Regions from separate parts of the Mus musculus genome. Here regions 1, 2, 3, 4, 6 and 7 are each linked to region 5. Evidence: chromatin contacts called from public capture Hi-C and promoter capture Hi-C data. All regions are on one chromosome and are shown on one strand. Each heading gives the region's core, a stretch centred on a gene start, on an enhancer-like site or on the middle of the called end of the contact. The rest is flanking DNA. Distances are from core to core; before and after follow the strand shown. Region 1 holds the start of Zfp113 (zinc finger protein 113). Region 2 holds the start of Zscan21 (zinc finger and SCAN domain containing 21). Region 3 holds the start of Ap4m1 (adaptor-related protein complex AP-4, mu 1). Region 4 holds the start of Rasa4 (RAS p21 protein activator 4). Region 5 holds the start of Trim56 (tripartite motif-containing 56). Region 6 holds the start of Mblac1 (metallo-beta-lactamase domain containing 1). Region 7 holds the start of Upk3b (uroplakin 3B).

What was found. Promoter capture Hi-C pulls out the DNA fragments that hold promoters and counts their contacts. Capture Hi-C pulls out chosen DNA fragments and counts their contacts.
Region 1: a promoter capture Hi-C map of liver shows a contact between it and region 5, with 4 times the contacts expected there. The contact joins the promoter of Zfp113 here to the promoter of Trim56 in region 5. A contact is called at or near these places in 8 of 39 promoter capture datasets (3T3-L1-derived adipocytes, the C10 cell line, fetal liver and 3 more) and 2 of 9 other capture datasets (embryonic stem cells and liver).
Region 2: a contact with region 5 is called in a promoter capture Hi-C map of pre-B cells, with 4 times the contacts expected there. The contact joins the promoter of Zscan21 here to the promoter of Trim56 in region 5. A contact is called at or near these places in 2 of 39 promoter capture datasets (the 3T3-L1 cell line and pre-B cells), 1 of 115 datasets of contacts at active chromatin or transcription factors (large pre-B cells) and 1 of 9 other capture datasets (adipose tissue).
Region 3: a contact with region 5 is called in a promoter capture Hi-C map of liver, with 2.0 times the contacts expected there. The contact joins the promoter of Ap4m1 here to the promoter of Trim56 in region 5. A contact is called at or near these places in 9 of 39 promoter capture datasets (3T3-L1-derived adipocytes, the C10 cell line, erythroid cells and 4 more), 1 of 484 Hi-C or Micro-C datasets (B cells) and 1 of 9 other capture datasets (liver).
Region 4: a contact with region 5 is called in a promoter capture Hi-C map of liver, with 3 times the contacts expected there. The contact joins the promoter of Rasa4 here to the promoter of Trim56 in region 5. A contact is called at or near these places in 2 of 39 promoter capture datasets (both in liver) and 1 of 115 datasets of contacts at active chromatin or transcription factors (pancreatic cancer cells).
Region 6: a contact with region 5 is called in a promoter capture Hi-C map of liver, with 4 times the contacts expected there. The contact joins the promoter of Mblac1 here to the promoter of Trim56 in region 5. A contact is called at or near these places in 2 of 39 promoter capture datasets (hippocampal neurons and liver).
Region 7: a contact with region 5 is called in a capture Hi-C map of embryonic stem cells, with 2.1 times the contacts expected there. The contact joins the promoter of Upk3b here to the promoter of Trim56 in region 5. A contact is called at or near these places in 3 of 39 promoter capture datasets (hippocampal neurons and liver) and 1 of 9 other capture datasets (embryonic stem cells).

What each region holds. Positions count from the first base shown.
Region 1 is chr5:138,153,807-138,157,096 of GRCm38.p6, reverse strand. It overlaps Zfp113 (zinc finger protein 113), which reads left to right and starts at 1,353. Exons shown (of 5, transcript NM_019747.4): 1 at 1,353-1,467.
Region 2 is chr5:138,115,647-138,119,086 of GRCm38.p6, reverse strand. It overlaps Zscan21 (zinc finger and SCAN domain containing 21), which reads right to left and starts at 2,182. Exons shown (of 5, transcript NM_011757.3): 1 at 2,080-2,182; 2 at 1,167-1,251.
Region 3 is chr5:138,170,421-138,173,628 of GRCm38.p6, reverse strand. Ap4m1 (adaptor-related protein complex AP-4, mu 1) reads right to left here and starts at 1,608. Exons shown (of 15, transcript NM_021392.4): 1 at 1,381-1,608; 2 at 1,192-1,280; 3 at 736-842; 4 at 561-657. The coding sequence starts at 1,438. Mcm7 (minichromosome maintenance complex component 7) reads left to right here and starts at 1,746. Exons shown (of 15, transcript NM_008568.3): 1 at 1,746-1,903. The coding sequence starts at 1,873.
Region 4 is chr5:136,082,600-136,085,681 of GRCm38.p6, reverse strand. It overlaps Rasa4 (RAS p21 protein activator 4), which reads right to left and starts at 1,766. Exons shown (of 21, transcript NM_133914.3): 1 at 1,505-1,766. The coding sequence starts at 1,569.
Region 5 is chr5:137,114,874-137,118,043 of GRCm38.p6, reverse strand. Trim56 (tripartite motif-containing 56) reads left to right here and starts at 1,837. Exons shown (of 3, transcript NM_201373.4): 1 at 1,837-1,932; 2 at 3,091-3,170.
Region 6 is chr5:138,193,019-138,196,062 of GRCm38.p6, reverse strand. Mblac1 (metallo-beta-lactamase domain containing 1) reads right to left here and starts at 1,749. Exons shown (of 1, transcript NM_177878.3): 1 at 442-1,749. The coding sequence starts at 1,665. The coding sequence ends at 883. Cnpy4 (canopy FGF signaling regulator 4) reads right to left here. Exons shown (of 6, transcript NM_178612.4): 6 at 2,169-3,044.
Region 7 is chr5:136,037,232-136,040,497 of GRCm38.p6, reverse strand. It overlaps Upk3b (uroplakin 3B), which reads right to left and starts at 2,002. Exons shown (of 6, transcript NM_175309.4): 1 at 1,612-2,002; 2 at 1,307-1,456; 3 at 259-484. The coding sequence starts at 1,696.

The sequences.
Region 1 (3,290 bases), core at 104-2,603, 1.0 Mb before region 5:
AAAAAAAAAAGTACTGGCTGCTCTTCCAGAGGACCCAGATTCCATGCACTCATATGGCCACTCATTACCGTAACTCCAGTTCCAGAAGATGTGATGGCTTCATCTGACCTATATCTGAATCAGGTGTGTGTGTATGTGTGTGTGTATGCAGGAGAAAAACACTCATTAAAATACTAAATCTTCAAATAAATATTAAATCTATTAAAATAATTTTTTGTCTTGCTTTTTTTGAGACAGGGTTTCTCTATGTAGCCCTGGCTGTCTGGAACTCACTCTGTGACCAGCCTGGCCTCGAACTCAGAAATCTACCTGCCTCTGTCTCCCAAGTGCTGGGATTAAAGGCGTGCACCACCACTGCCTGGTTAAAATAAATCTTTTAAAAACTGAGTGCTGAGTGCTTTAAAAAAAAACCCATGGTGCTATTTTGGATATAATATCATTAGCACCAACATAAATTCCAAATTTTAAAAATATAACTATTATACTTATCAAGCAGTGGAGAAATCATGTTAAAAAGGTAATCCTTTTTTCTACTATAAGAAGTTTTGAAATAAAATATTTTCTTAATTAGTGAGAATGTTCAAAATAATTAAAGAAAAATTGATGAGTAAAAAAAAAAAAACAAAAAAACAAAAAAAAAAAAAAAACAAAAACGGGGGCTGGAGACATGGCTCAGTGGTTAAGAGCACTGACTGCTCTTCCGGAGGTCCTGTGTTCAAATCCCAGCAACCACATGGTGGCTCAAAACCATCTGTAACAAGACCTGACTCCCTCTTCTGGTATCTGAAGACAGCTACAGTGTACTTACATATAATAAATAAAATAAATCTTAAAAAAAAAAAAACCAGAAAAACAAAACAAAAACCAAAACCCATGGTGCACTTTTATTTATTTATTTTTTTGTTTGTTTGTTTTGTTTTGTATCATAGGCCAGGCTGGCCTCACAGAGATCTGCCTGACTGTGCTTCCCCAGCGCTGGGATTAAAGGCGTGCGCCATCACGACCAGCCAATGGTGCACATTTATATTAAAGGATTCTTCAAGTTTCATATATTTGCTATGGAGGTGATGGTGTACTCTCTCTCTTGCTATGGAGGTGATGGTGTACTCTCTCTCTCAGAGCCACTAGAACTTGTGCCCTGAATTTCCTGGACCTCCAACTTCTTCAGCTTACGCATCGTCCCTTCCCAACCTGGCCAGCAAGTGGCGCAGTCTGGTGCCCTTGTTTCCCAGCACCATCGAGAACAGCACCATCAGCGTACCATCGAGAGATGAAGACCTCCCATTTTCCTAGAGAGAGCAAGTGGGCATTTGTTGTCCTGGGTGGTGAGAAAGGACGACCCGGAAACGATATGGGGAGGGGCAGTTTCCGTTCTTTGTTCTGTTCTCCGTTGTGTGGGTCTGTAACAGGGTCCAACAGGACCTGTTTCGTGTCCGGCCCCCTAAGTCTTACGTCCCTGTCCCCAGGGTGAGTGGGGCCATCTCCCGGACTCGCGGTGAGGTGGAAGTTGTGGTCTCCGGGGAAGGGGGTTGGTGTTCACACGTCCGCGGCCCGCCGGGGTTCTGGGCCCACCTTCCTCCTGCAGTCGCTGTCCAGCTCCGCAACCCTAGCTGCAGGCGCGCAGCGTGATCCCGGGTGTCGCGTAATGGGACTCCGGGTCTGCTTTTGTGTCTCTTACCGTCCCCAGCCCCAGTGTTTAAAATTCCTAGCGTCGCTACGGAGGTCTCCCTCTCTTTAAAACAACTGATGACAGATTGCCACCCTAACTTGGTACTCTCAGCACACCGATTTCTGTGTGAGGGCAGGAGAAGGAAGTTTTTCCTTAATTGGATCGGAAAACCAGACAGTAGTTCTGGGTCGCAGTGAGAACTAGGGCTTGGGAGGAGGTGCGAACTCGGGTCCTCCGTAACCTCACCAAGATCTCATGTCCTATGGCTATGAATAGGGTTTTTTTGTTTTGTTTTTTGTTTTTTTTTTTAAGCTTACTGACTGATACCTTTTCGTGGACATGCTGGGGCCGGCTCCCTGCAGAAGTGGCCGAGTATGTCCAGTGCATTAGCTGGCTAAAACATTGAGAACCTAGTTGAACACAGAGAACCTTAGTCCATTTCAGCTCTCTTAGGGTGTACTGAAAAGACAGTATGTGATGGTCTTTGCTGGTAGTTCCTAGCACATTCCTTTACCCTCCGTACTTCTTAAGTACCTATATTAGACATAAACTGAACCCGATTTCCCCATTTTGACCCCTTAATCATACAGAACTGGTAGAACCTAAAACAGAAATTCTCAACCTTCCTCATGCTATGACCTTTTAATGCAGTTTCTCATGTGATGACCCCCAACCGTAAAGTTATTATTGTCACTACTTCATAACCGTATTTTTTTTGCTACTGATAAGAACAGTAATGTAAATATCTGTGTTTTCCAATAGTCTTAGGTAACCCCTGTGAAAGAGTCATTCAACTTTCAAAGGGGTCACGACCTACAAGTTTGAGAAACAATGACCTAATGTGAATTTCCAGGAATTAGCCAAATTGGCTTGCTCACATCTAATCCCAGCACAGAGGCAAATGAAGCAAGGCCAACTTGTCCTATACAGTGAATTCCAAGCTAGTCTGGGCTATAGCCTGATTCTTACCCAATAAAGAAAGACCAAACCAAACAAACAAAAACCTCAGAACTGCACAAAAGGTGCTAAGTTTCCAGTCATCGCTACCTTAATCCTATAGTGAGTTACTCCAAAGAAAGAGGAAAGGATCCAGGAGGCGAAGCCTCTCTTGACCTGTGCTTACAGCCAGGTGGTCTTTAATCCCAGCACTCGGGAGGCAGAGGCAGGCAGATTTCTGAGTTCGAGGCCATCCTGGTCTACAAAGTGAGTTCCAGGACGGCCAGGGCTATACAGAGAAACCCTGTCTCCAAAAAACCAAAAAAAACCCCAAATCAACAGGGCAAGAGAAAGGCCCTGCCCACACCTGGATGGTTTTACTCTGTAGTTTGTTGTTTTCGAGACAGCTCTCTCTCCCCGTAGCCCTGGCTGTCCTTGAACTCTCTATGCACACTAGGCAGGCTTTAAACTCTGATCTGTCTACTTCTCTGCCTAAGTGCTGGGATCGAAGGCGTGCATCATCATGCCCAGCTTTTAAGCTGTGTGTGTGCATGCCTGTTTCTCTGAGGTAGAGACTAAGTTGGCACCATCCTGTCTCAGCCTCGTAGGTGATAGAATTTCAGGCCTGTGCCACCTATGCCAAGTGGTTCACCTTTTTTGTTGTTGTTTCAAGACAATTTTTCTC
Region 2 (3,440 bases), core at 933-3,432, 1.0 Mb before region 5:
GGCAGAGGCAGGCGGATTTCTGAGTTTGAGGCCAGCCTGGTCTATAGAGTGAGTTCCAGGACAGCCCGGGCTACACAGAGAAACCCTGTCTCAAAAAAACAAACAAACAAACAAACAAAACAAAACAAAACAAAAAACAAAAACAAAAAAAAAAACAAACAAAACAAAACCAAAAAAAAAACCAAAAAACCAAAAAGAAGAAAAGAAAAAATCTGGTACTAAAGTATCTTGGCATCTTGCTCCCTGCACACAAAGAAAGCCAATGTTTCACATTTGGTAATGCTGAGCTTGCCATGTGAAGATGCCCTCCAGGTCTTGGTTTCTGAAAATTCCTTAAATAGTCATAAAATCAAAAAGTATGTGGGTAGAAAAACAGGCCTAATTTAACACTTTCATAGAAAAAAAAAAAAAACTTTAAAAAGGCTACCTAAAGCAGGGTGTGGTATGTACACCTTAATCCCAGCACATGGAAGGTAGAGGCAGGAGGATCTCTGAGTTAGAAGCCAGCATAGTCAACAGAGTTCCAGGACAGACAGGGCAACACAAAGAAACCCTGTTTTGAAAAATAACAAAAAAGCAAAACCAAAGCTATCTAAAGGTTGTTTTGTTTTGTTTTTAAAGATTCATGTATTATTTTATGTCTAAGAGTACACTGTTGCTGTTTTCAGACACACCAGAAGAGGGCATAAGATCACATTACAAATGGCCATGAGCCACCAAGTGGTTGCTGGGATTTGAACTCAGGACCTCTGGAAGAGCAGCCAGTAGTGCTCTTAACCACTGAGCCATCTCTCCAGCCCCTATCTAAAGGTTTAACTCAACTGACAAGATGGCTCAGTGGGTAACAAATGCAACCGACCTGCTGCCTGTTTTGAGACTGGTGTCCATGTAATGGAAGGGAAGCAGTCAACTATGCCAACTATCCTTTGACTCACACACACACACACACACACAGAGTAAAAAAATAAAAACCTAACTCTCGAAGTCTAGCAGCAGGCTTTTGGTCACTTCCCAATTTTTCCCTCCTTTATGCGAATTCTACAGTTTATAAGTCCCCCCCCCACACACACACACTCCCTTAATCAGCCTCAAATTCATTCTGTGCAAGACGAAGTGTAAACAAATCAAACTATCACAGATTGCATCAAATGAACAGCAATTATTACCTTGTAGTAGATAATGCCCTTAAGACACTCTGCACTTGGAAACTCCAAGCTGAAGTCGTGGTGGTGCATACCTGTAATTACAGCACTGAAGAGAACAGAGACAGGAGGATCACCAATTATACACCAGTGTAGGCCATACAGTAAGACCCCGTCTCAAACCGAGCAAACTAATTTTCAAAAAGCTTCCAGGCAGGCCAATAATTCTGAAGAGCATAACTACTGGGCAGATCTAGTAGCTCAGAGTGAGCCAAATTCTGCATCATTTCAATAGCCCTGAACCAATACTCAGTCTCTCTTCAGAAGCCTTCCACCACTTGAAAAACAATTTTCCTGTATTGATTTTGTTGTTGTTGTTCACAATTCTTTAAGTGTCCCCTTTCAACAGATTTCCAACTATGTCAGCCACCAAATAAATCAATCACCTTTCTATCCTATACGCGTTTTACAAACGATCGTCTAAAAATCTTTCCAGACTTGAGCAAATCCTTGTCCAGTGCGCACAAAGCCCACCGGGACCAATTCCCCGCCTGGACTGGACAAGACTCAAGACTGAGGAGATTCGGGTTTTCAGAGGTTTCTACACTTGGGCTTATTCTTAACAATTAGTTCTGAGTTTAGATCTCAGGGCTCTTGCTGGGGAAGAAAGAGGGCAGTTTCCGTCAGGTAACAGACAATAACGGAGAGACTAGAAATGCGATTCCGGAAGCAAAAGAATCAGGGTTTTGTTCCAGGGAGCCCTCGGGGGTGGAAAAGCCTTTCCTTAGAGCGGGCGCCGACGACGGCTGGGCGGGGCGCTCCTCCTCAATCTCCCAGAACCACCATGGAGGAACTCCCCGAACCAGAACCACAGTCGCTAAACCCGTCCCACCCTCTCGAAATCTTTTGGCCAACGCTCCCCGACCGCTAGGCTAACCTGGGACTCGCAGGCTCACCGTGACTCAGAACCGCTTTGGAGTCTGGAATCCTCACAGCGGCTGAACGACAGCACCACCGGAAGCGCGTCAGAGCCCCGCCCCTCTGGAGGGGGAGCAGCCGCCCCTCTAGGAATCCGAGCGTTGTCGGTATCCTGTTTCACCGGAGGCTGCGACTGTCCTGGTTGTGATCTGTTTCTCCCCCTATTTCTTTTTTTATTCTCATTCTCTCTTCCTACCCCCTCCCTTTTCTTTCTTTCGTTCATTCTTTTTTTGAGGGTGGGTGGTTTTTGGAGGGTTATGCGGCCCTGGCTGCCCTGAAACTCACTCAATAGACCAGGCTGGCCTCGAACTCAGGGATTTACTTGCCTCTGCCTCTCGAGTGCTGGGATTAAAAGCATGAGCCACCACTGCCTTGTTTTTGAGACAAACATGTCATTAGCCCTAGCTAGCCTGGAACTCTATGTATACCAGGCTGACCTCGAACTCTATAAACGATCCACTTGCCTCTAGATCAGTGAGTGAGTAAAGAGCTCATGCGTGAGGACCTACATTTGGATTTCCAGCACCACATAAAAAGACTATGGTACATCACATGCCTGTAATCCGAGTGCTGGGAGGACCCCTGCAGTCTGTTGTCTGGGCAGCCTAGCTCCAGATCAGTGACACCTTGTCTCAAAAACAAGGTAGAGAAGCAATTGAAGAAGACAGCTAACATTAACCTCTGGCCTTCACATGTTTGCAAACACACTGTGTACATGAGCACTGTAACAGTTAGGGTTCTCTAGAGTCACAGAACTAAGGGAATGTCTGTCTATACTGAGTGAATTTATTGTGATAACTTACAGTCTGTACCCCAGCAATGGTCCAAGAATCTAGTAGTTGCTCAGTCCCACGAAGCTAGGTGTTCCAGCTGGTCGTCTGTAGAAGTAGATTCCAACAGATGTGCTGGCAAGTAAGTGCAAGCAGCCGAAGAAGAGGGACTCTTCCTTCTTCCAATGTCCTTAAGCAAATCTCTAGCAGAAGGTGTGGCCCAGATTAAGTGTGTACCACCATGCCTGGCTCTTAGAACTCAGAGATCTCTTTGCCTTAGTTTCCTGGGCCTAAGTTTTTCTTTTTTGTTGTTCTTGTTTTGTTTTGTTTTTGTTTGTTTGTTTGTTTTTTGTTTTTTCAAGACAGAGTTTTTCTGTGTATCCCTGGCTGTCCTGGAACTCACTCTGTAGACCAGGCTGGCCTCGAACTAAGAAATCCACCTGCCTCTGCCTCCCAAGTGCTGGGATTAAAGGCATGAGCCACCATGCCCGGCATGGACCTAAGTTTCTCATGGCCACTATGCCTCAAGATCTCCATGCCAAGATCCAGG
Region 3 (3,208 bases), core at 359-2,858, 1.1 Mb before region 5:
TGGGATTAAAAGCGTGTGCCACCACTGCCCAGCTGAGTCCAGACATCTTAGGAACAACTTGTACAGTTGTCTGAGTCCCGCCATCTTAGGGACAGCTGGTAAGAGAACAGCTGTTTGAGTTCAGACACCTCAAGGACAACTTCTCCATCTTGCTGGCAAGATCAACTAAGCTCGTGTTCTCAAGCCCAGAAAACTACTCCTAATCTGATTGGTCAAAGTTCCCTTGCTCAACCCCTTATGTCAAAATATGATTGGACAGTGCTACAGCTCACCCCACTCCCCTCCACTTTGTGGTGTCAGCCTTTAACTGCTAGGCAAGTTCAGGAGTCTGTTCTACAGCCCTGACTGATCAGTACTGGCTTGATTACAATACCTTTTTGTCATCTGCATTGACCTAGTGCTTGAGTTATGGTGGATCTATATTGGATTTAGCAGATTCTACAACAAGTAGAAGATACCTGATCTCCACACATGTGCAGTGATGTGGGCAAATACACACACACACACACACACACACGTGAATAAATAAACTTAAAAAGACCAAAGTTTTTGGGCTTTACCAGCACTTCATCCAGGAGTTCGTAGACAAGCGCCACATTGCGTGAGATGGTTCCCTCATTGAGTGAGCCACAGTAGTCACCCAAGAGAGTGGCTAGCCTAAGGAAACACAGCAAATTATGTGTGAATAAACCTCACACGCCCTCCTTCTTAAGTGCCTGTCCCAACTCTACTCACCGGGAAAGCAGCTCCAGAAGGCTGAAAGGAGAGACGTTTTCTAAGGTTGTGGCCACCAAATAGAGCCCACTGTGTCTGATGTGAATAAAATGACGATCACCGTGATACTGAGGCAGAGTTGAGGACAGAGGCCATTAAGAAAAGACCAGAATTGTAGTAAGGAAACCTGCAAGATGGCACCCTGAGGTCTACTAGTGATGGGCGATGCCCCAGATCTAAGACCTGGCCGCCTAACGTGGAAAGGTAGTATCTACCTCTCAAAGTTGTTGATAGTCAAAAAATAGGGTGCATGGCTCTGTAACTGGCTTCTTGTTAGTACTCAAAACATTTATAAACAAATCCTCCCCACACACACACCCCCGCCCCCAAGCTTCCTACCAAGCTGCCCTTGACAGGGAGGAGGCACTCACCCACCTCCACAGTTCTAAGGCCCTGCACACCAACCACAGTAGTTACCATGACAACCGGGGACTCGCCTCCAGGCAGTCCCGTCAGCTTCCGGTAGAAGAGCTCTGCCACATCACGACCACCACTGTCCCCGCGGACTAGCCAGGTGGAAAGATAGTTAAGGAACAGGCGACACAGACTGATCTGGATTCGATTTCTACCCAGCTACCCTACCCCGTCTCCCGGGTCAAAGGATACAGTCTTTATAGATGAGCGGATCCCCCTTGGAAGACAGAATGAAGAACTGGGAAATCATGGCGGTTCTGGAGGATAGACGAGAACACGGTGAAAGTTGAACCCACCCCGCCTTGTGGACGCGGAACAAAAGGCCGCACGGAGGCTGGCGCTTTAAGAAACACTCCTCCCACACACACACTCGCGAGCATTAATTTCGAACCGCGGGAAACAGGGTGTCCAACCCGCCAGGATCTGGCAATCTTTCAACGGCCCGCCCTCAAGCCCCTTGTCATTCAATCTAGACTCGTCCATTGATTGGTTAAAGTTAGGGGCTGGCAGCAGTTGGGAACCCCCTATCTGATTGGCGGGTTCTCAGCCGCACGGGTCACATGGGTGACGACGTTTCGCGCCAATTTCGGTTGGCCGGCTACGTCCCGCCGCGCGTTCGTTTTCTGCTTCCCCAGAGAGAGATTTTTGAGCCCTTCAAGTCCTGCCACACCGTCCCCGGCAGCGATGGCGCTTAAGGACTACGCGATCGAAAAAGGTGAAGATCTATAGGGCTGGGGGCGGCGTCCTCGGAGGGAAACTTCTACCTGCACCTGTTGAGGGGTGCTGGAGTCTTGGGGTCGGGCGGGGGAGGGGGAGTGAGCCGGGATCTGTGACTCCGAGGACAGGCGAACTGCGCCTGCAATAAGCAGTGGGCGTCAAGGATGGAGGAAGCAATCCTCCTTGGAAAAGGTGATGTGTTTGTGTTATGGAGAGAACCCAGTGGAGTCCACAAAGGAGGGGCGCGCTCGGTAGAGACCGGGTGACTTGGTTCAATGCATTCAATACGTGACCCAAGGGACTAGGTTACTGGGCCAGCCTCTGCTGCTCGGGGCGCTAGCGAATTCCCGCGTCCACTGGAGACTGGCCGAAGTCCAGAGGCGGGGCTTGCCAGACCGCTACGCGCCGCGATTGGTTGTTTTCGGCCGCCCTCCAAGCGGAAGTAGAGGCGGGCGGAAGTGGCGCTACCCGATCTTGGGACTGTCGTGTGTAAACAGTGTCCTTCCGCGCGGTGGCCTCGGAGATAGCTGCAGTAGGTAGGGGCGTGCCTAGAATTGGGAGGCTAAGCGCCCGGTGGCGAAAGGTGGCAGTGTGGTGGACCCGAATGGCCCTTTGGCGTTCTGGCCAATCCCCGCTCGGCCACCCGTCTCGGGCGGAGGAATCCTGGGCTGTGAGGCGGCTGGAATCTGGGCCCATGTGCTTCTTTGTTTACTAAGAGCGGAAGCAGTGGCGGGAGCCGGGCATGAGTGCAGAGGAGGCCTAGTGGCGGACGTCCTGGCGGGAGCCTAAGAAAAAGAGTTGTACTGGTAGAGCGAGAGCCGAGGACCTTAAGTCGATTGGGAGCGAGCTGAGAGAATTGAAGAAACTGAGATTCCTAATTAAGACAGAGTGTGGAATTCTCTTGGGAAGGTTGGGTAAGACTCTTGTAGCTGCCCGAAGACCTATATTCTTCTCTGTGTAAAAACGGACTTGTGAAAAGGAACACTGCCTACTTTGGGGAGAACTTGGTCGATTTGTTTTCAATGTTCATTTAACTAACTAGTTCATAGGTTTCGTCTTAAGTGAAAGTGGGTTTCTTAGGTTTCTGTTAAGAGTTTGAAATAAAGAATCTAAAAGGAAAGTTGATTGTTTATTTTATTTATTTTTACATTATTTTGTTACATTATTGTGTGTGTGAGATCGCACGGGCATATCATAGTGCTGGACACCCGCAGGACTCTGTTCTCTTCCAACCTGTGGGTGGGCCCTAGGGATTGAACTCTAGTCCTTGGCAGCAGTGGTCTTTACACCTCACTGCAAAGAC
Region 4 (3,082 bases), core at 517-3,016, 1.0 Mb after region 5:
TCCCAGAGCCACGGGTGAGGCCCAGGTAGGCACAGCCCAAGAGCTTCTGGAGGTTGGCGCCAGAGCCAGCTGCTGGCAGGGATGGGGAGGAGGTGACAGACGGAAGGGGCTGCTCCTCCCAGCAGACACCAGCCAGAGGAAGCCAAGATGACCTGGTTTACCAATGCCCAGGGAAGGGAGGGGGGCCTAAGGGCTTGCGGGAGGGTGTAGGGGACTGAGAAGGCCTGGAGAGCTGGGGCCCGAGATCCCCTGTGGAGGCTCAACCAGCCTCCACCCTAGAGACCTAATTTCCACTGGAGCCCCTCCTCCCTTTATGCACAGAAACCCACCTTAAGTCAGCCCACCCTCCTCCCTCCCCATTGCCATGGCAACTGCTGAGCTGGCCTCTTCAGGCCCAGGGGGCCTTGAACTGGAACCGCTCCTGGCACTGAGAGTGCTGGGAGAGCCCGCCTGCCCGCCGGAGAGATGAACACACACACACACACACACACACACACACACACACACACACCTCCCCAATTCTCAGTTCTCTGTAGCCAGGAAACCCACCGGGACCCGGAGCGCACTTTGAACCCTAGGCCTCTGCCCCGCCCTTTCTTCGGTTTTATGATCGTGGCTTCTCCCCGACACTAGGATTTCAAGCACTTGGGTCCAGAAAGGGAAACTGAATCTTTGCAAATGAGGACATAAGAAAGCCACGAGACACGTTCTAGGAGTCACGCAGTTGACCTCGGGAACTCACTAAAAACAGTGTGACAAAGGGGTGTCCGAAAGCTCCCCAAATCTGGCGATGGATTAGAGGAAGCTTTATGAAGGACGGTAATGCATTTTAGGAGCCCTAGATTCACGACCTTGCTTTGACACCACCAGCTAACATTTCCTGTCTGTCGGCATCGGTTTTCTAATCTGTAAAGTGGTCCGAGGAGAAATGCCTTGCAGGGAGCGATTAAAGGGAGAGGCCCGGCAAAGTCAAGGGAGACTCTAAATCCTGCCTCTATGCATCCCTCCTGTCCCCTTGACCTACACCCCCACCCCCACTTTTCACACCTGCATGCCTTGCCCAAATGAATAGCGAATAGCGAACAAGTCCGGCGGACAACTCTTGGGGTTGTTATGGACTCCCAAACTACAGAGAGAGGGGGGGACACTCCGCCCCTTTCAGCCACACCCTGGGCAGTTCTTGCGATGCCATCCCAGTGCCAGTTTCAGTCTTTTAAAACTCCTGCCCCCCTATGAGCCCTGGCTTCCTGCTGTTCCCAGGTGGAGAAGCCCCTCCCTTGTCTCTAGCCCTCCGCCTCTAGCTTGCCCCTCCACTCTGTCAGGTATTCACAGCAAATCTCGCTGTCCCCATTTTCGTAGCCAGTCCCCCTCCGTGGCTGTACACGCCACATCCTCTCCGCTGCTCTCCTTGTGGGGAAGCCCTAAGGACCCCCCGCAAAGGTCAAGTATATAAAAGGGGATCCCATCAAAGTTGGGGTGGCCACCACCCGTACCCACTACTCACATGTCCTTGGCGGGCAGATTTTTCCCTTCTACGATTCGGATGGACAGCGAACTGCGCTTGGCCATTGCGGGTCGGCGACGTGGAGGCCTGGCGGGGAGGGGTTCGGACTCATGGGTCCCCTCTCGGGGTAAGGAGGGGGAACAGTGCGAGTGGCGCTGCAGGCAGGCGGGTGCGGAGGCCAGAGAGGGGAGCGCTGGGGCTGAGGGATCTCCGCTACTCCATTCACCCCTCCCCGCCCCTCCTGCGGGGGCGGGGAGACACTGCATGGAAGGACCAATCAGCGTCCTGGATGCCCAGAATGGGCGCGGCCTATGCGGCTTGCGTCCCTCATTGGCCACCTGGAAGGGAGGGCGGGCGGGGCCTGCCCCGAAGTGTAGCTGCTGGCACCCGGAGATTCTTCCACCACCAGGATCCCTCCTGGTGCTCTCGATTCTCAGAGAGAGAGCCCAGGCTCACGGAGGGACCTGGGTGTGCAGCATAGCTGCAAATCCATTAATGGCCGCACGCTGGGAGTAACTTGTCTGTGACAGACCTGGAAAGATGTGAAGACTCAGGCAGTTGGGAAAGTTTGAGGACATCAAATCTGGAAAACAGGATTGTTTGGGGCGTGTTTGTATTGTGGTTTCGTGTGTGTTCAGGTGTGCAGGTAGAGGCCAGAGATCACCCTCCGATTTCATTCTTCAAGATCCGTCCACCATTTATTTATTTGTTTATTTATTTATTTTTGAGACAGGGTTTTTCTGTGTAGCCCTAGCTGTCCTAGAACTCTCTCTACAGACCAGGCTGGGCTCGAATACAAAGATTCACTTGTCTCTGCCTCCCAAGTGTTGGGATTAAAAGCCTGCACCACCACCTCCAGGCTCTGGCTACCTTTTTAAAATTTTTGTTTTTTATTGGCTGATTGATTAGGGTGTGGCTTACATGTTGTGGTCCCAAGTGGAAATCAGAGGACACCCGCAAGAATCTTTTCTTTACTTTCACCAAATGGGTCCCAGGGATCAAATTCAGATTATCAGACTTGGGCAGGAGTCTTTCTACTGACCCATCTCCTCTGCCCCACCTTGTAAGACACAAGGTCTCTCATTGGCTTGAAACCTCCCCAGTAGTCTAGACTGGCTGGCCAGTGAGACTCCAGGATCCACCTTTCTCCATCTTGCCCACTTCTGGAGTTCTTTACAAGAGTTCAACACCATGCCCAGCTATCCATTAGTCCTGGGAACGAGTGATTCTTCTGCTTGCAAAGCAGTTTAGCAAGTGAACCATACTTACCTAGCCCTAGATCTGCATTCCAGCCCGCCATCGCTGCCCATACTGGTGACCAAACCTAGGTCCTTGAGTGTCCTGGTCAAAAATTCTGCTACGAGTGACATCATTTTATTCTTCTTTACCCCAAAATAAGATTCCATTGGGGATACAGACATACATACAGATTTTTTTTTTTTTTTGACACAGGGTTTCTTTGAGTAACCCTGACTGTCCTGGAACTCTATAAACCAGGCTGACTTCAAACTCACAGAGATTCCCCTCGCCTCTGCCTCTCCAAGTGCTGGGAATTAAGGGGTGCGTCATCAGCACCAC
Region 5 (3,170 bases), core at 588-3,087:
TCTGTAGATCAGGCTGGCCTCGAACTCAGAAATTCGCCTGCCTCTGCCTCCTGAGTGCTGGGATTAAAGGCGTGTGCGACCACGCCCGGCTGGATCTTATTTTTTAAGCCTCAAGCCTGGTCCATTGCTATCTTAACACGTTTTAAACGTTTAACTTGATTATGAACATGTGTGTGGGGGGGGGGCACACAAGCTCCATGGGCTGGATGTGGAGTTTGGGAACAGCTTGTGGAGTCAATCCCCTCCTGCCAGGTGGGTTCTGGGAACTGACGCTGGTCCTCAGGTTTGGTGGCAGGCACCGTTATTCGCTGAGCCATCTTGCCATCAGAGCTATTTTAATGCTGTTATTTGGAATCTCTCAAGTCGGCAACCTTCACAGCAAAGGAATTCACTCTGCTGGAATTCCTGCTTTTCCGCTGGCAAGAGGTGTTACCAGGCTTGAGAGCGAGGGACTCTGGTGTCCCCTGTTCCAAAGCCCACATCCTTTTCTGTTTGTTGAAACAAGGTCTCACATGTCTCAGGCTGGCTGGAACTCGCTATATGTTGAAGATGACCTCAAACTCCAGATCTTCCAGCCTCTGCCTCCCAAGTGCTGGGGTTATGCCTAGTTTATTAGGTGCTGTGGGTGTAATCCAGGGCCTCGGGCATACCAGGCGAGCTTTCTACCACTGTAAGCCATTGAGCCATATGGGGGTGAGTCCACCCCAGTGCAACCTTAATCTCTCTTGTCTTTCTGTGCTGTCTGGTTTTTCCAGGCCTTCCCCTTGGAATTGTACTTTTTTTTCTAGGCTAAAAAAAAAAAAAAAAAAAAAAAAATTTCCAAAGATGGAGGTGGTGGTACACACCTGAAATACCAACACTCAAGAGGCTGGGGCAGAAGGATCTTGAAGCTAGCCTGGGCTAAATAACGAGACTTTGTCTAAATATATACATAAGAAAAAAAAAACACCCAAAGTACATTTTTTTTTCTGAATATGTTGCTTTTACACCAGCATGAAGCAAAAATTTGGGGGAGAGAATAAAAGGGTAGGGAGATCGACAAGGTGAACCATGTTAGGTCTGCTACCACCCCAATGACTTCCTGTCCTCATTTTGATTGACTACCTGGTTTGTGGCATCCAACAATGTTAGTCAATTCCTCCCTCTACAACGTCTGTTGTCTTCCACGGTTCACACGGTCCCCTGTGATTCTTTCAAGCTTCACAGGCCTTAAACTTGCCAAGTATCTGAGGCTAGCTAGCATGGAACCTCTGGTCTTCCTGCCTCCAGCTCCCAGCGCAGGGATTACAGCTGTGGCCCACCACCGAAGGCTGAGGATTTCGGATGTCATTTCTCTGTCCCTGCACACCTGTTGCTCTCAGAACGCTCTTGCCCCGGGAAAGCCCCCAAATGCTCCGAGACCTCCTCAAACACATCTCTAGACAGCCTCCTCCAGAAAGACTGCGCTAAGCTCTGGAAATGTTCTTATCTGGGGCTCACAGCTTCAACGGTTAGCAAAGGACCCACGAGGAGCCTCGCCCACTGGCCCAATCGCTCATCTGTCATTCCTTGCCACACATAAACATCCTGACCCGATAAACATGCTCAGAGAATAGATTCTGGGGCAGTGTCTTGTTTGCAACACACACACAAGCTGACAGCTTGAGCCTGGGGCTACCAGTCGCCCTAACCTGTAGCCCCCAGACCTTCCTGCTGGAGTCGGGTCTGGCCTTATTGCCCCGGCCAGAGGGGAGGGAGGGTTCCAGGGTGGAGTGGTGAGGAAGGCGGGGCTTGCGCCCCAGAGTAGTTGTCCCGGGCCGGGGACGGAAGTTGCACCACCACAGTACGATTACTTTCAGTTTTGTTTCTCTTGCAGGTAGTCAACTGCTGGCGGTAGCGGGATTTCGGGGCTCCCCGGTCCTGCTGGGAGAGTCCAGGATCAGCTGTGGCTGGGTAAGGAGAGCCCGGGAAGGCGGATGGGGTTAAGAGCCAGCACCCAGAAAGACTAGCCTGGGGGGAGGGGAGGGAGGAAAGGGGAAGTGAGAAAGCCCGGGAGAGGGAAAGGAAGGGAGGGGAGAGAGGGCAGAGGGGACCTGAGAAGCTTGGGAGGACAAGCTTGGAGCCAGGCCCTGTCCCTCAGCCTCCCACCTCCCACCTTGTGTCCTGAATCCTACACTCACTGAGTGTAGACAACCGCACCCCCACCCCCCACTCCGAGTTTGTTTGTTTTTTTTTCCTCCCAACACTGGGGAAAAAGAAAAGTGATCGCTCTCATTCTCTCTCTCAAGGCTAGATCTCTCTGTAGGGCAAGCTCAACCAGAACTCACTATTGTAGCCCCAGGCTGTCCTGAAACTCACTTTTAAACCCAGGCTAGCCTCAAATTTGTGGCAAGCTTCCTGTCTCGGGCTCCAGCTTTCTTTATTAAGTCGCCACCGTGCTGGGGACTTACAGTACCTTCCCTCCAGGGGATTCTAGAATGAGTTTGGTAGGAATGGTAAAATTAGAGGACTCCAGGAGTCAGGCCAGATCTACATGACCCCCAGGTCCAGGAAAAGGAAGGAGATGAACTTTTTCTCCCTGAGCCTTCATCTTGATCTGTTGTTATTTTCAAAGCTAGATGGGGCAGGAAGTAGGGCCCCTTCCACCCTCCCAGGACACCCTCCCAGACAGATGGATGGACAAAGACTGCGGGACCCTGTCCAACATCGAAAAGCACAGTGCTCGCATGCCCCTGACCTGTGTGTCCTTCCTGGCTGCCCCTTGAGTCCTAGCACCCACTGATAACAGGACCCATGGCAAGGTGAACGTGGTGGTGCTTGCCTGTGATGTGAGCACGCAGGAGACTGAGGCAGGAGGAGCACAAGCTTGGAGCTAGACCCAGGAGCAGGGCTGCCTAGCTCACAAGAAGCCCTAGGTTGCTTCTCCAGTGCTACATAAACTTCCCAGGGCTCCGGAAGTGGAGGCAGGAAGTTCAGAAGGTCAAGGTCATCCTGGGCTACTTGGCCAAGTTTGAGGCCAGCCTGGGCTACATGAGACGGGAAGGGCTTGGGCTACACCTACCTTTGGCCCTTGACCTGGTATGTTACTAATTAGAGTATTCTATCTCTGAGGCCTGGGGGCTACCTGGTCTCATCTTTCCCACAGGCTCAGCACTTCCTACAGCCGGTCGCATGTTTACGTTTGGTGAGTG
Region 6 (3,044 bases), core at 500-2,999, 1.1 Mb before region 5:
TGAAAGCCAGGTGGGGCAGCACATGCCTGTTAGTCTGTAATCCAGTATTTGGAAGGTGGAAGCATAAGAATCAGGAGTTCATGCTGGGCAGTGGTGGCGCACGCCATCCTGGTCTACAGAGTGAGTTCCAGGACAGCCAGGGCTACACAGAGAAATCCTGTCTCAAAAAAAAAAAACAAAAAACAAAAAAAAACAAAAAACAAGAATCAGGAGTTCAAGACCAGCCTCAGCTTTGAAGCCAGACTGGAGTATGTGAGACTGTCTAAACAAAATAAACAAAAGAAGTCAGGTTACTAAGGGGTTACTCTGTGTCTGGCACCGTCTCACCAGTGTGCATCCTAGGAGGAACAAGCTATTGGCCACACTGTTCCTCTTTTGCTGCAGCAGTTACAATCCCAAAGATTATTGCAATCAGCATTTTGCATTTACATCAGGACAGTATGACTTGCGGTCGATTTTTATTTTTGAAGGTCCTAACAAGAATATAAATCAGGATGGCTCAGCAGGTAAAGGGTCCCTGGCGTCAAGTCCGACAACCTGAACTCGATCCTGGGGACCCACAGGATGGAGAGAACCGACTCTTCCAAAGTAGCCTTCAGAATTCCACAGGCACACACGCACATCCCAAATACATATTTTAACTATTTTTTTTCCTATATTTTACGGAGGCTCATGGAGGATGTGGATCTAAGCCAGTCCTTTGTCCTGCTTAGGTTGCAATGATTAAAGGGGACTGATGTCAATCATTCTGTCCTGTTTGGAAGCTGCCTCCTAGAAAGCTGCACGTGACAAATATTGCTTGTCTTGACTGTGTCCTCTAGGTCTCCCGGACCAACTGACGCCGGTTCCTCGCTGGAAGGGGCTTTCCTGACTGGAGTCCAGTCAAGCAACCGCCTTGCCTTCACATATCAAATCCTCTGAACTTTTCACTGTTTCCCTGACCACTCGAAAGGGGGCTCCGTGACCAGGCACCACCACATCAGCTACGCTCAGAATCCTCTCCCGGCTCCGCTGCTGAGCTACTGGGTCTTCGCTCAGGGCCTGCCAGGAGTCCTCGTCACCAAGTCGCTCGAACACATCGCCAGCCACCACCACGGTGCCCAGGCTGGTGCCCTCCACTACGACGCTCACGTCCCGCTGTCCTCCGTGGCCCGGCGTGGCCCACACCTGCAGTCCCGAGCCCAGTATCAAGGGCTGCGTTTCACACAGCCCATGGGGCAGATAGAGACCCTCGGGAAGGCAGAAGTCATGGGAGACTAACAAAGCTGCCTCGGGAAACAGCCCCAGGTTCCCAATATGATCCGAGTGTCCGTGGGTGCCCACCACCAGAGTCACATCTTCGGGGGCCACGCCCTGTGTAGCCAGGGCTTCCAGCAGCGCACCCCGCGCCCAGGGTCCCCCGGTGTCCACGAGGATGGGGCCACGCACCGCCTCCTCCAGGGCAGTCTTAGAGCCGCCGTCTGCGGATGGGGCCAAACCGCGGCTGGAGTCCGAGGCCCAGCCCCGAGGCAGGACGAGAGTCACAGTGCCATCAGCACGCACCGCGTCGCCCGCTCCCTGCGGCTCCGCGTAGCCGCGCAGCAGAACCACCACGGAGTAGGAGCCGCTGGACGCCAGCAAAGGGATCTCACCATGCAGGGGCTCGGTGCGCACTGGACCGTTCATGACAAGGGAGATTTACCCCGCCACGGACGTCTGCCCAGTCCCTCCAAAATCCTACCGCAAGCCCCGCCACTCTTTCCAAGGTGCAACTCGTTTGCTACCCACCAGATCTTAAAGTGGTATCGCCCTCCACTACCACCCCTGCTGAAGATGGTATCGCCCAACTGGCCTTTCCATGCGACCTCAAGACTTCCTAGATTCTTTTGGTCAGTCCCCCCTTAGGCTTATAGTCGGTAGGTTCTCACGCATCCACATCTGAAAGATATCTTTTACTTCTTTATTCTAGCTGTTGTCTACTTTGAAACTAAACTATCGCTGTCCTTAAGGGTTTTTGTTTTCTTTTGTTTTTTAACGCTGGGAAAACTCAAAAGGTGAGAAAACGCGAGATTTTTTGCCTTTTATGGGCTTCCGTACAAACTACCGCGCCTGAACCACGGCGTAATCCTAATCCTGTATAGTTCATATTATGTATTACACTTAACTTCTGAGTTCTTGTTTTGTTTTTTATTTTCCTGATACAGGGGCTCAAGGAGACCAAGATGGTCTTGAGCTCGCTACATAGCTGAGGAAGACTGAGCTCTTGATCCTCTTTTCCAAGTCCTAGTGGTACAGTTGTTTTCCCAACCCCAACCAGTATCCTTGGGGTGGATAATTATAAGAACACCATTAGCAACTAATAGATAGCAGGCCAATGGCCCCACTGTCTGGGTGCTCCCTCATCGATAATGTGTGCATGTTTGAAATGGGACTCAGCTGATATATATATAAAAGGTTTAATAGCAATATAGAAAATATGGCACCTGTGAAATAGGAAATATAGCCCACATGTCTACCCCATCTAACCCGAGTATTGCTTCACTCTCTTCCAGCATCCTGTTCTTATTCACAGATTGATGGTATACGGCCTCATGTTTGCAGTGTATATTGGTTCTTGAGGGTCTCTTTTTGGCTTCTTACTTTAAGACAGGGTTCAGCTCTGGTTGGTCCCGAACTGCCAAGTAGCTGGATGGTATTCTGATATTCCTGCCAACGCTTCTTTGAGTGCTGAGATTACAGCGGTATGCCACCACATCAGGGTTCAACTCCCATCACTGTCCATACTAGGCAGGCACTCTACCAATTGCGCTGCTCGCTCTTCTCTGGCCTCTTGAAAGGGTTTAAAATAGACCCTTTAAAAAGCAAAGTGACTTTCCCACAGCTCACACCACTATTGACCAATCGGTGCAGGTGAAGACCAGTAAAACGTAGAGAAAAGTTTCAAAACTGTCACCACATACTTGTTCAATTAAGTGGCTGCATGTGGTTCAACCCTGAAGGCAAAACTTGCTTCTGCTTCTTCCCCCCTACCCTTCTCCTTTCCTGTTGCCATTCTGGGTCCCCAG
Region 7 (3,266 bases), core at 753-3,252, 1.1 Mb after region 5:
TTTTCAGTCAGCAATAATAATAAGTTTTCAGTCAGCGATTCAATAATCGCCTCATTGGCTATGACACCACTGCACAGAGCTGTCCGGTCTTTTTGAAACCTCACTATGCAAAGAAAGGAAACTGTGGCTAACAAAGGGGTGGAGCTATAGCTGGCCCTCATTCAGAAGAAGGGGGCAGGGTCTGAATCTTAGTCCAAGAAGTCCCACCTCCTTCCCTGAAGACACCCAATCCCAGGGCAGGGGCTCCTGACAACCCACCTGTAAGGGCCCTGGCTGGGGAGGGGGGCGTTGCAATAGGGTCGCTGGTAACAGCCAAAATCATTGCCCACCCGAAGCACGGGGACACCTCCACTGCCACCGGTCAGGTCCTCACATGGCAGCTGATCCAGGGACAGGGGTAATGTCATATAGTGGCCGTCAGTCAGCAGCTGTGGGAAGGTCGGGATCTTAGCAGCAGTCTGTGGGTTCTGAAAGTCCCTGGAGGCTGGAGGAAAAAGGGACAGATAGAGGCAAGAGCAGGCTGTGGCCCTGTTAGGTCTATTAATAAGATAGGCGCTTGTGGCCAAATCTGCCGACCTACGTTTGATCCCCAGGACCCACAGGTTGGAAGGAGAGACCTGACTCCCTCAAGCTGTCCTCTGAATTGCCCACGATCACGTCTGGACTGCTACATACAATAAATAAGCAAGTGCAAGACAGTTATTTTAAAGGAATAGAGAGCAGCGGACTGCTTCTGTCCCAGGAAGCGATCTGCAGAGGGCGTGACCCCACTTCCCCAGGTGACATAATGGGTCTCGATCCCCATCGGGGCTCCAACAACTCAGGATCACACATGAGATATTTACATTAAAAATTCGTATTGGTAGCAAAATTACAGTTATGAAATAGCAATGAAATAATTTTTTTGTTGGGGTGGGGGTCACCACAGCATGAGGAACTGCGTTGAAGGGGCGTCAGCATTAGGAAGGTTGTACTTGCCTAGCAATGCATAAACCCTGGCCTCTATCCCTGGTACCACATGGACTGGCATGGTTGTGCATGCCCACCGTCCCAGCAATTGGAAGGTGGAGGCAGTAAGCTCAGAAGTTTAAGGTCACCTGGGCTACAGCAGACCCTGTCTCAAAAAAAAAAAAAAAAAAAGGACAGGCTTTGCCCACCTTGTGCTCAACACATCCCTGGCTAATCTAATCTACAGTCCTGACCCTCACACCCAGAGACAAGGTCAATGTTACCATCCACCCAGATCCTCGGGTATCTCTTCTCAGCCCATGCCCTCACCCCAAGACCCCAAGTCCTCAGCACGCACCATTGCTGAAAGCCACCACTAGCCAGATGGTGTCCTTAGTTGAGACATGCTCATCAAAGACGCACCGAGGCTGCTCCAGAGAGAATGTAGTGGCTGTGATCTTCCCTTCCAGGTCCCAGGCTGTTATCTGCGGCACGTAGGCAATCAGGTCTATAGCCATGGGGGACAAAGGTGAGAATCGAGATAAGCACTGCTGTTCTGTGGGGCTCCCCCTCCCCTCCCCGATTCTCTCGGTCCAGGAGGTGTAATAGGTTCCCAGAACCCTAGGTTTGGCTAAGGGCATCCATTGCAAGAGCTCCACTCACCTAGACTCAGGCTTTGGGGGAGCCACACGAGCACCAGGAGAAGCAGGGGCGGCGGAGGGTGAGGCTGCCACCGCGTTCGCACCATGACTGCCACAGCACTTGATCAGGCCTGACCAGGCTTAGGGGCTGGTCCTGTCTCACCCCACCTCCGACACCTCTGGCCTACAGTTGCTGGTCACTTGGACTGCCAGGAGAACAGGAAAGACCTGAACCTATGAGCTCACCCCTCCCTGCTCCCAGCCCACCCCAGGGAGGGGCTCAGTGGGCTCCTGAACAGGGGCCCCACTCCAGAACTAAGGGAGAGGAGCCATTTAGGGTTGGCCTTCACGTGACCCCCCAGTCACCTCCATCCCAAAGCTGATGTCTAAATTGTGGTACCACCTTACTCCCTGGCCCTGGGAGGGAGACTCCCCTCCTCTATCTGGGCCCAGAACCACATGCCTAGGATTCCTGAACTCTGGGTGCCAGGAGCCACCCTCTGGCCATCCATCCTTATCCAGGAAGTGAGGAGAGGGGAGAGCCTGTGTGGTAGGCTGGCCCTGACCTAGTCCAGCCCCAAAGCAGCTCCCAGACACTGCCTGCCCTCCATGTAGCCTGTGCCCAAGGAGATATGTCTTCCCCAGCTCGGAATGTCCGTTCCTTCTCCAGTGGAAGCACTAGTCCTCCGAAAGGACGGGACAGCCTTTGGTGACTGACAAACATTTTGTTTATACAAACCCTACAAGTCCTTTTTGTTTGTTTGTTTTGTTTTGTTTTGTCGAGACAGAGTTTCTCTGTGTAGCCTTGGCTGTCCTGGAACTCACTTTGTAGACCAGGCTGGCCTCGAACTCAGAAATCTGCCTGCCTCTGTCTCCTGAGTGCTAACCCTACGAGTCTTATTCTATGTCGTTTTAAGTTTGTTTGTCTGTTTTTGAGACAGGTTCCCATGTAGTACAGACTAGCCTCAAACTCACTATATAACAGAAGATGACTTTTGAACTCTTTTTTTTTTTTTTCTTTTTTCCTTTTTTGGTTTTTCCAGACAGGGTTTCTCTGTGTAGCCCCGACTGTCCTGGAACTCACTCTGTAGACCAGGCTGGCCTTGAACTCAAAGGTCCACCTGCCTCTGCCTCCCAAATGTTGGGATTAAAGGCGTGTGTCTCTCTCTGCCTGGCAGTCTTTGAACTTTTGATGCCCCTGTGATCACAGATAGGCACTGCTAGCTTCTGCAAGCAACCTGGCAACCAAACACACACACACACACACACACACACACACACACACACACACACACACCCGCTATAAGACCCACAGACCAGTGACCCTGTGTGTGTGTATGCTTTTCAAACAGATCTTGCTAAGAATCTCTGGCCAACTAGGAATTCTTGCTGTGTAGTCCAGGCTGGCCTTGAACTCATGATCTTCTTGCCACCTTTTTCCAAATTCTGGGATTCATGTGTGCACTACTACAGCAGCATGAATGTGCCTTTTTTGTTTGTTATTGAAGACCTGGTTGGTACACAGTTCCTTGCATCCATGCTGATGTAGTCACCTTTCCATTGCTATGACAAAACACCATGCCCAAGGCGACTTATAAAAGAAGCATTTAGTTGGGCTTGCTGTTTGGAGGGTTAGAGTCCATGATGGTGGAGCAATGGCGTGGCAGTAGAAATACG